Regions from separate parts of the Triticum aestivum genome. Here region 1 is linked to region 2. Evidence: chromatin contacts called from public Hi-C data. All regions are on one chromosome and are shown on one strand. Each heading gives the region's core, a stretch centred on a gene start, on an enhancer-like site or on the middle of the called end of the contact. The rest is flanking DNA. Distances are from core to core; before and after follow the strand shown. Region 1 holds the start of LOC123092225 (ABC transporter I family member 6, chloroplastic). Region 2 holds the start of LOC123092223 (probable inactive receptor kinase At5g58300).

Evidence for each region. Hi-C and Micro-C count contacts between places; a contact is called where the count stands out from the background.
Region 1: a contact with region 2 is called in a Hi-C map of leaf, with 4 times the contacts expected there. The contact joins the promoter of LOC123092225 here to the promoter of LOC123092223 in region 2. A contact is called at or near these places in 2 of 5 Hi-C or Micro-C datasets (both in leaf).

The regions. Positions count from the first base shown.
Region 1 is chr4B:374,688,241-374,693,718 of IWGSC CS RefSeq v2.1, forward strand. It overlaps LOC123092225 (ABC transporter I family member 6, chloroplastic), which reads left to right and starts at 1,587. Exons shown (of 7, transcript XM_044513930.1): 1 at 1,587-1,925; 2 at 2,034-2,084; 3 at 3,697-3,918; 4 at 4,053-4,175; 5 at 5,194-5,370. The coding sequence starts at 1,665.
Region 2 is chr4B:374,440,269-374,446,539 of IWGSC CS RefSeq v2.1, forward strand. LOC123092223 (probable inactive receptor kinase At5g58300) reads right to left here and starts at 1,348. Exons shown (of 3, transcript XM_044513928.1): 1 at 1,125-1,348.

The DNA of each region.
Region 1 (5,478 bases), core at 337-2,836, 250 kb after region 2:
AGACATTTCTTCCCGCCGCCGTCATAATGTTAGATCTCAGTGAGCAGCGGGGCTCGGGTTTGGTATTTTTGGGCAGCGGGTAGATGGAAGCAGAAGAAGACAACCAGGGCCGGTCCTGAGATTTCCGGGGCCTGGGGCGAGGCAACACGGAGGGGCCCTAAAGCCACATAAACATGTGCATATTTTTTTCTATTTCAACTGCAAATAAATATTTGGCAGACTATAATTTATGGTGCCTTGTCTTCTTGACTATTAAGAAACTGGGGTCATAAACATTCACAGTAAAAGTCGATCTTGTCAATCCACCCTTATACTGTATATATTTGTATTATTAGGTGAATTAGTAGCACTATCATGCCTACTAAATTTTTTATCTTCCTATAGTTTTCACTAGTTATTTTATTTTTTTTATTTTTTTTAGATAGCTTACCAGGCTTGACGCCTGGTATAGTTTTCAACAACTAAAGCTAACTCCTTGGAGTTCCTAGAAGTAGAGATATTGTTTTATATTTGCAGGGAATTCGTAGAGCACTTGTATCTGCTCTGAAAAAAATGCCAACAACTCATGTGTGACTCAATTAACTCATATGCATGTTTTTCCTGAATTATCAGATGGATTTTTTTCTGGATGGCATCCGTCTAAATGAATAGTAATCTTGCTAATCAGCACGCAACATATGATACAAGAAATTAAGAATATTGCTAATTAAATAAAAGTGCTAAGAAAGGCATGGAACAAGGTACCTGGATGGCTAGAAAAATCGAAATCACAAGATTTTGCTGCTACGTCACGAACAGAAGTCCAAGTTTCTGTTTCTAATCCCAATCAATACAAGAAACTGGAGTGTGAGAAAGAGAGATGTACGAGGATAATCTTCAGGAAACGAACGATCCAACAAGAATAGAAAGAAAAATTTTGCATTGAAGAGAAGATTGATGGGAATCTGGAAACCGCATTACCTTCTTCCACTAATGGCGCCTAGCAGCCAAAAATTACAATTAGACGAGTGGGCGGGGCGTCGTCATTCATGGCAAGGCTGATTTGTTGCGGGAAGGAAGAGTATTAAGCCGAGAAGACTGCACGATGTGCTAATCCATCAATTATTTTTTGTTTCTTTTTAGAGAATCAGTCAACCTGTTATAGGAAACCAAATCAATCGGGGGGCCCTTCCTACTCGGGGGCCGGGGCGGCCGCCCCACCTGCCCCCCCTCAGGGCCAGCCCTGAAGACAACATGAGGATGTCTCGCGTGATATTTCAGGAAAGGTACACGGAGATTTCGGCGTAATTAAGGGGTTACATCAGAGGGGCGACGAGAAATGATTGATTACCGGGAAAAGAACTTGGTACGGGAGAATAAAAAAAGAAATCGGCGGGGCGGGGTGCGTCGGACGAAAGAGAACCGAAAGGGTGCGAGTGCGACGACGTAAGAGGGGAGACGGATCATTACGCCTTTTTTAGGTAGTAGAGAGAGAAGTAGAGATTTCGACCTAGTTCGGGTTTGTACCGTGGAGTTGTTAGGGTGTGAACAGGCCGGCCCAAAGAGGCCCAAAGAGGACGGCAAATACGACGCCGCTGGCCCACTACTGACCCCGTCGTCATCCGAAGCCGCCGCGAAAGAAGCATCTTGAGGCGCGCACCTGCTGCCTCGCCCCTGACCTTCCCATGGCGCCGCCGTTCGCCGTCGCCGCAGTTTCCTCCTCATCCCCTCTCTTCTCCTCCTCGTCATCCCGCCCCATCCTCCGCGGCCACCCGCCGCTGGGTTATATCTCCGTGCGGCCACGGCACCGCTCGGCTGTGGCCTCCGCCGCGGCGACCGAGTCCGCTGGAAAGCTCCTTCTCGAGGTACACGGGCTTACCGCCTCCGTCAAGGAGACTGGGCAGCAGATCCTAAAAGGCGTCGACCTCACCATCCGCGAGGGCGAGGTTCGTGTTGGGTTGGAAGAACTAGCGGCTCGTTTGGTGTAGTGCTTGATTGGGTCTGCAAGGGTTGGTGTGTTGACTTGTGTTGGGTTTGTCTGCGTGTGATAATAGGTTCATGCGATCATGGGGAAGAACGGCTCCGGCAAGAGCACCCTCACAAAGGTTAGGTCCTACAGCTCACGCGTCCAAATTTGTCTCGATTGTTACTATGAAAACCACTGAGAAATTGTTGCCTGCGTGCATTTATGTGCCTGTTTGAGATGTCTCTGAGAAATGGAGATCAAGAGGATCGAAATGGCCAAAATCAAGAGTTCAATCTGGTTTCCCTTCCAGGATATATTAGAATCAGTATTCAATTTGTGTGCTTGCCTATTTCGATGCCATTTAAGTTACACGTGCCTTCTCTAGTATGGCAACTGTGATTGGAATCTTAGGTGTTATTTGGTTTGAGGAATCAAATATTAAAATGGTGAATGATCCATACAATCCTAGGTCACTTGGTTTAATGAATCAAATGGATTTAGCCCATCACCACCTCGTCCTTCATAAGCCAAGTACGAAATGAAGAATTGGGTCATTTAACCAAATTTGATGGATCATCTAGTGATGTATAAAACCATGATGGACGAGGTGATTTTCTTGCAAGAGTTATGCCTTTTATGTCTCTTGTTTGGATGTATGGTGCATACATGAGCCTATTTTCGTGCAACCTCTTGGGGACCAAATCCAGAAGAAATTAAGGCTAGAAAGAGCCGGGTATTCCAGTTAACAGTGAGCAATCAGAGCCCCTCCATATAAAACAGCATCCACCAATCACTTGAAGTAACACCTCTGCTAGAACATATGAACATAATAGAGCTTTTTTCGACAGTGACATACAAAGTTTGCATAACAGATCATCTTAAATTCTTACAGAGAGCGACAAAAGACTACCAAGATCTGTTGCAAGAACGCATAAAGGTTCTAACCTTATCATGTGGCAAGGTTCCTTTTGGTTAACTTGTTTTCTGTTAGGACCTTGGGCTATCACTTGATTCTGCTGACCGCCATGTCCACCATCGGTTGCTCCCCTAACAGCCTAACTCCCTTCAGCAATGTTCCCTGTTGCTGCAAAGACAAAATTATTTGTAGAAAGCATCAGCAAGATGTCACAACAACTCCCCTTAAGTGACCATCTTGCTGAGAATAGGCCATAAAGACAAAAACACTGCAGTAAAGCAGATCCGTTTGACCCCTTTTGGGTGAACCAGGGACTTGTTTGCAGTTCAAAGCTTCCTTCAAACTGCTCCAGGCAAACAATGCAAATGGCCCTGAACATGGTATGCTCAGTACTTGTTTTGCAGCTTGTATTTTGAAAATACTTTAAGGAACCCATGCAACCAAGTTTGTTTTGGCATCATGTGAACTCCAAATTGTTAAAGGAAATGCTGGTGCTCATTTTGTTGCTAAAATAACCAACCAGATGAACCACTTATACAAGAAGTTTTGAAGTACCCTTGTAAGTTCAGGCCCGGTTAAAAAACACAGCCAGTAAAGTATAGTCAAGCTTGTGGTCTTAAACTTATAGGACCTGTGGAGATCAACCCCTTAAGTATTCGACGAGCTTTCTTATGTAATGCGAGCATTGCAAATTCTGTGGGAAGTTCAGCCACCATAATTGTGCAATTTAATTCAACCCCTTGCCTTGTTTGCATCTCCAAGGTGACCTGATTTGACCTTGTTCCTGGCTCTCATATCTAGACATTCAGTTGAGTGTTCTGTCTGTTTTTTACAGGTTCTTGTTGGCCATCCACACTACGAGGTAACTGGTGGTACCATTCTCTTCAAGGGTGAGAACTTAATTGACATGGAGCCAGAGGAAAGATCTCTTGCAGGCCTCTTTATGAGCTTCCAAGCGCCTATTGAAATTCCTGGAGTGAGCAATTATGATTTTCTGCTCATGGCAATAAATGCTCGCAGAGAGAAGGACGGTCTCCCAGCTTTGGGACCTCTTGAGGTTTGACAATTATGTTATTGTATAGCCATCAATCTTTTTATACTTAGCGTACTAGAGAATAATATGGTGTTGTATGTTGCTAACTAGTTTCTATGATAAGTACAAACTGACATATATTTTGCCTTATCATGCAGTTCTATTCTGTTGTATCACAAAAAGTCGAGGCCTTAAAGATGGAGCCAAAGATCCTTGATCGTAATGTAAACGAAGGATTTAGTGGTGGAGAAAGAAAGCGCAATGAGATACTGCAACTTTCTGTAAGATTACTATGGGCTATCAGACACCCTAATTTGGCTGTTACATCACTTATGTGCTACCATTGTATCACCTATTAGATATTGCAGGTTTCATGTATCAATTTTTTCGCAGATTAACAAAAATAGAAGTATTTGAGATTGCGATATTCAATACAGTATGTTGTTGAAAAATGTAACTGTTAGACCAAGTAGTTGCTGACAGTTAATAAAATCTGAACTAGCAAGTTTTTTAGTTCACCAAATGCTAAACCAGACCAAATGAACTTCGAAAGATTAGATGCCTTGTTTCACATATGCAAATTAGAGAGTTCAACCAGTCCATCTGATAAGAGGATCATGAATAGCAGTTCCTGTTTGATTTGCTGGACTGATTATAATGCCAATATGGGATGTTATACCATCATAATACCAGTTCATAGTTCCACAAATACTTGGTATCCAAGGATGACCATATTGCTACAAATTAAACCATATACATGCATAATATCTCAAAGCTGTATGGAGTTAATTTTTGAGGATCTTCAGAAAATAAATCTGTTGGCTTACCTGCAGTCTCTTCTTTGCTGCAACGAACCATTGAGTTAAACTCTTCCATTTATTCCCCTATCCAATGAATTCATTCTAGATTTCTTTGCCAGCCTTTTTGTGTCTCCATACATTTTCAGCTCTGAACATGTTCTGTATGAAGCTTAATCTGATGCCGAGACCTATCAGTGGTGTGTATGCATTTGAGATTCATTAGGCATTTCTTTCCTTAAATGATGACCATCTTCGTGTACACTTTATTGTTTTAATTTTGTATTATATATTCATTATTCTATGCAGCATGCCAATCTCCTTGTTTTGTTGAGACTTGTTAGGTATATGTTTGTTACAAAACATTATCAGCAAATTTTATTGCATAGGTCTAAAGCATACCTTCTTTGACACAGAGAATGCTTGTTGAACATTTTTATCAGAAATCTTTATTTATCTACATCAATAAATTTCCACTTCTGATTCATAGTTTGTGAATTAGGTCCTTGGGGCTGATTTAGCCCTCCTCGATGAAATCGATTCTGGATTAGATGTTGATGCACTTGAAGATGTAGCTCATGCAGTGAATGGGCTCTTGACTCCCCAAAACTCCGTCCTGATGATTACACATTACCAACGTCTTTTGGATCTTATTAAGCCTAGCTATGTTCACATCATGGTAAGCTCACAAGCATACTTGTTTTGTAGAGTTTAGGTATCTATTTAGGCTGTGTTTGGCATTGAGGTGGATTATGATTGTCCAGATTTTCCAACCAGCTTTTGCCTA
Region 2 (6,271 bases), core at 98-2,597:
CAGCATTGTTTACTCAGTACAAGATGTAGGTTAGCGTGCAACTGTTTACTGAGTAGTACTACCAAGTTAAATGTGTGGTACGGTATTTTTAATTTCATGGAACAATCGAGTACTGGCCGGTCCTCCAAAACCAATGCCGAGGACATGATTTTTCAAGGGTTCAGAGTTGACGCCTTTGCAGCCTTTAAAAGCTCATCAAAACCAGTGTCGCCGTGTGTAATATTGCTTCGTTTTTCTAGACGTTTTAGCGCAGTAGAAGTGTGGCTTTTCTTTTAAAGCAAAAGAAAAAGAATGTACTGTACAGTACTAGTGTACTACTAAAAGGCTTCATGGCATAGATGCTTTACTGCTAGTGCTAGATCTATCTATACTATTCCACCAGGAAAAAAACAAGAAATATAGGTAAGACACAGATTAAAACACATAGTCTATTTTGTTTCAAAAAGGAGGTTAGACCTCCGGCCTCTGCATTATTGTGAACATAGTCCCTTTTTTTTTGTCTATTACTCCCTCCGTAAAGAGATATAAAGACTGTAACGCTCTTATATTTCTTTACAGATGGAGTACTAGTCTGTAGAACAAATGTATAGCTAACAAATACGTTCAATTTTGTATGGCCTTCTTTTCAGCTTATAAGGGCAGTATTTTCTTGTGCAGAGCAAATCTAGCGTTTGGTATTGCTGTTGCCGGCAAGCGGCAGACTCATTATTTACTGGAAACTGTTGGTTAGCCTGGTTCCTGGTTGGGCCTTGGCAAAAAACAGAAAAACCTTGAAAGGGCAGTAATCGACTGTACAAACATAGAGTCGTTTAATTAGTGATGAGAAGCAGGGTGTTACGAGATAATAGTGGACGGGTAACAACTAGAAACGGGAATTGAGGAGCGTCTGGCCGATAAAACCGGCCATAGAGCCGCACATAAGTCGACCGTGGTCACAATTCCTTGTAGTAACTGAAAGGATCGCAGGAGGGAGAAGGAGAAGTAGAAGCAGGAGGATTCAAACCAAAACGTCTAAAAACAAGCACCTCCCTCCGTGTCCGTGGAACTGAACATGAACCAAGCAGGCGCAGAGAAGAAGGTAAGAAAAATGAGGGAAATGCAGGGGCGCAAGAGCGGTGCGGTACCTGGAGCGCGCGCGGCGGAAGGGGTCCCCGTCCGGTGTAGAGATTGCCTGGGTACGCGACGGCGGCGGCGGTGGTGCCGGTGCGAGTCGAGAGCAGAGCAGAGCAGAGGTGATGGAGAGAGGACGGAGCGTTTAAAACGAGGAGGAGCGCTGCCTGGCTGCCTGACACTAGTCACTAGGCTTGGGCCGGCCCGGATGGAGTGGAGCCGCAATAACTTTCTGCGCAGCGGCACGCTCTTCTCGCTGCCTATGCGCTTTTACCCTCGTGCCCCACCACCTGCACTGCACATGTCCCACCTAGCTGGTCAAACCCGGACTGTAACCGCTGCACGGCACTAGTCCGCTCACCAGTTTTCTTCTTCTTTTGAATTGGTTTCTCTTGTCTTTCTACCGCGCCAGCTGAGCCATACTAATACTATTTTGTTCGTTAATCTCGTGAGGCCAACTCCAGCGTACCACCTCAAACGGACGCCCGTTTGACCTGCTTTTGTTTCGTTTGAGGCGGTAATGAGGTTGTTCATGTTCGTTTGAGGCCATTGTCGTGTCGATGCACCCAACACGTGGCCACACCCCAAATCATGTTCGAGATGGACGTGATTAAAAAAACGCAAAAACTAAAATAAACGAATAAAATAAAAAAGAACATAATTGAACATCACGACCACATAATAGCCCCGTCCCACGGTTCACATAGACATAATTAACATAAAAAACAAAAGAAAATTGCCGCCTGCGCGTTCCTGTCGTAGTCTTCGCCGTCTTCTCACGCGTCGTCGTTGTCCTCCTCGTCGCTGACGAGGTCGACGTAGGCCGGCGGCATCCAGAGGTGGGACGATGGTGCCTGCTAGACGGGAGCTTGCTGGAAGGTGGGAGGTGCTTGCACCACCTCCCCCGTTGGCGACGTCTTGCGCTCCAGTGACCGCGGCGGCGTGGGGCACCAGTTCACACCCCCATGACGTCGGTCATGTCCGTGACCGTGCACGACCAGCTCCACCGCTGGCCCATCATGCCCGTGGAGCGCGGGGACGGGCTGCTGCTCCCTCATCTCCAGCTCCGGCACGGCCATGTCGCCGGCCCCAGAGAGGGCCATCATGGTCTCTAGGCCCTCCCATTGGCGCTCATCGTGCGTGTTCATGTAGTCTTCCATGACACGTTGAAGGAGCCAAGCCTCCTCCTCCTCTGTCATGCGAGGAGGTGGTGGTGGCGACGGAGAGGGCGACGGCGAAGGCGTCGGCGTGATGCCATGCACCACCCTACGCCTGCGCACTTGGGAGGGCTCGGAGCACGCGCGCGGCGCTCACGTGTCCGCCGCGGCCCCGATGAGGTGCCGACAAAGAAGGATGCGCGCCGCGTGTCATGCTTGTCCCGGAACCACGTGTCCTAGAGGTCGGAGTCGACGGCGTACCTGGGGTCGTAGTAGAGGTCGTCTGGCAGGAGACGGCGGCGGCGTTCAATCTCCCCGCGGCGCGCACGGTCGCTCGTCGGGACCGGCGGGATCGGCACCCGATCCGCGGACAAATGCCAGTTATTGGGCAGGTGCACGTCACTCCAGGGGAGCGGCCTCCTCATCTCCCAATAACGTCGGCAAACATCCGCATGGATGTAGTGCCAGTCGCGCTCGCCGACGGCCGTAAGGGCGATGGTGAATGCGGGAGGCGTGGGGGCCCTCCGTGGTGGTGATGCAGGCTCAGCTTTGACGCCGCGGCAGCGGCGGCCCGAGGACGAGCCAACCTCGTGATCGTGCGCCCCCTTGCGGCCGGTGCTCCACCACACCATGGCTGTCGGTGGCCAGCGAGCTCGAGGAAGGGGAAGGGAGAGCGAGATAGGTTTTGGGTGTCTTGTTTCGAGGAGGCTGGAGTGGGAGCGTGGACTGCGACAGGTCCACGGCTTCGCATTTAAGAAGGACGCTTACCGCGCGCCTGGGCGGATGACAGGTGGGACTGACCACGCGTGCGCATTAATGTTGGCCGGTGGGAGGTAGGCGACAGCCTACCACGCGACCACGATGCGGACGAGCGGCGCGTCCGTTTTCTGTCCGTCTGGACCCAAACCAGGCGCATGTTTACGCTTAAAATGGGTCGAGCCGGACACAAAACGGATATGATGGGTCCAATCGATCACGCGCTGGGCCATCTGATTTGTCCGTTTTACCCGAACGGGATCAGACGGGATGGAGTCGCGCTTGAGGTCTCTCTCCACCACCTATCGCTGCCACGAATAACAGGTAGCCAGGTTCAGTTTTAGTTGGTGCGTTTGGTTGCAAGGGCGGTCATGAATGGGTTGGGATCGTTCAGAAAATAGACATGTTTGATTATAAAGCACATGAATGATTCGAGCCAAAAAAAGAGAATATGCCATGAAGATGCTGAACCGTTCCACCCAACCAAATCGGTCGAATCAAATGGCCACCCTTTGCATGCATGACTATGTGAGCATGACTGGTGGTCCCGTCCTAAATAATTAGCTCACCACTTATATTCAGCCAAACACATGAATTGAATGGTTCAATCTCAAAAAAATTGAGCGGTCTCAACCCATTCATACGACACCTTCAACCAAACGCATCCTTACTCGCTAAGATTTTGCATCACCTCGTCTCAAAGCTTAAAAGCCGCGGGGGAGAAAGAAAGGATAAAGGAGCCAAGTGAAGGGGCCAAACCAGTGCAGCGCCGGACCAGACCAGCGAGTCCATACATCCCTCATCAATAACTCATCGTCTATCGGTAAATTGCGGGAGACAGACTTCAATGATGGATGACCCATCTAACTTTTTGTGGGCTGCGCCAAACTGCTGACTACTTCTGTTTTCTTATGTATTAAAAACACCATAATTTGTTTTTTGCAATATACATATGTTTGAGTGACAAACAATATACTCCCTCCGTCCCAAAGTAAGTGACTCAATTTTATACATCAAAATATTTACATCAAAATCATAGTAGCAGTCTCGTTCCTTCGATTGCTCGACATCCGCCAAAGCTTAAAAAAAATACACTGAACAAACAATAAAGGATAAGGATACCTGCAAAAAAGAACGCACTCGTCGTACATGGCTTTGAAGACCGCAACAGTCACTCACCGCGAACAACGAGATCTAGTGCCCCTGAAGGAACATCGGTCGTGCCAGCACCCATAGTGCGGGCTTGTAATCCTTCACCATGAGCCCAGAGGGTTGTAGAAACCGGACATTGTCACGGAACAAAACAAATGAAGAGGTTGAAGGTGTCGCGCCAATAAGCAGCCAATTGCTTTTCTTGATAGACACCCCAACTGTTAAGCTTCGAAGATATCAACAAATCCGAAGAGCCTAAAGAGACCTTATTCTAACGCGTCATCGCCGATGTCACTATGAAAAAAACAAAAGGAAAAATAGGACCAATTTAAACGGTTATGAAGCGGATGAGCCCTCACTCCTCCGGTCGCAAGCTTGGCCACCGGATGAAAGAGAGGAGAGGAGCCGAGATGGCGGCGTGAGAGGAAGAACCCTAGGCGAAGGCGACTCGTTGTCTAGCAAGGGAGTGTCTGGGTATGGGGGTGTTGCTACATCATTGGTATGTGCTTCAGTTGATTGAATCCATTGCTCACATTGAATGCTTTCTCTTCTTCTATGAACTGCTTTTTTGTGAAAGTAATTTGTATTACTCAAACCATACCAACACGGTCCAAGCTACAAACGTTCAAAAGAATATCCGGGCTGTGTGAAAGAAGCGCAATTAAATTTTATGATCAAGTCCAAGCTGAGAAGAGAAAAGTTGCTGAAGAAAAACGCCAGAAGGCAAGATCCAAGGCTAAGGAGACGAAATAAAATGTTGATCAACGCCTCATGGTTGTTGCCACTGGAGCAGTTCCATCGAGCCAGAGTGCTCCCGAGAAACAAGCTCCATCCTCACCACTTCTAGAAGAAGCACAACGATTTTGCTGGTGCTGATGAAGTTTTCATCCCTAAGCCCAATGCTTATGTATAAAAAGTTGAGGACATTGTTGTCTCTCACGAGACGCGTGCTGATAAAAATGTACCACCGGAGCAAAACACTCCCAAAGAGAAAGTTCAAGAAAAAACCGAGTCTGCTGGGAAAGTCATTCCGTCCCCACCGAAGAACACACCAGAAATGCCCTCCAAGCCTAGCATGGAGGAGAAAGAGACAGATGTGGGCGAACCTAGCGCTGCCCGAAAAGAATCAACCCATGTCCCATCCTCCGATGAACTTTCTCGGATAGACGTCTGATACGTCCATTTTGCACCATGCTTTTATATCGATATTTATTGCATTATGGGCTGTTACTACACATTATGTCACAATACTTATGCCTTTTCTCTCTTATTTTATAAGGTTTACATGAAGAGGGAGAATGGCGACAGCTGGAATTCTGGGCTGGAAAAGGAGCAAATATCATAGACCTATTCTGCACAACTCCAAAAGTCCAGAAACTCCACGAAAGTCAGTTTGGAATATATTAAAAATATTGGGCGAAGAAAGCACAAGAGGGGGGCCACCCACCAGCCACGAGGGTGGATGGCGCGCCCTACCCCCCAGGGCGCCCCCCTGCCTCGTGGGCCACCTGGCAGGGCCCCGATGCCCATCTTCTGCTATATGGTGTCTTTTGCCCTAGAAAAAAAATCATAAGGAAGATTTCCGGACGAAGCGCCGCCGTCTTGAGGCGAAACCTGGGCAGGACCAATCTAGGGCTCCGGCGGAGCTGTTCTGCCGGGGAAACATCCCTCCGGGAGGGGGGAAATCGTCGCCATCGTCATCACCATCGATCCTCTCATCGAGAGGGGGTCAATATCCATCAACATCTTCACCATCACCATCTCCTCTCAAACCCTAGTTCATCTCTTGTATCTGATCTTTGTCTCAAAACCTCAGATTGATACATGTGGGTTGCTAGTAGTGTTGATTACTCCTTGTAGTTGATGCTAGTTGGTTTATTCGGTGGAAGATCATATGTTTAGATCCTCAATGCTATTCAATACCCCTCTGATTATGAACATGAATATGATTTGTGAGTAGTTATGTTTGTTCCTAAGGACATGGGAGAAGTCTTGTTATAAGTAATCATGTGAATTTGGTATTCGTTCGATATTTTGATGAGATGTATGTTGTCTCTCCTCTAGTGGTGCTTTGTGAACGTCAACTACATGACACT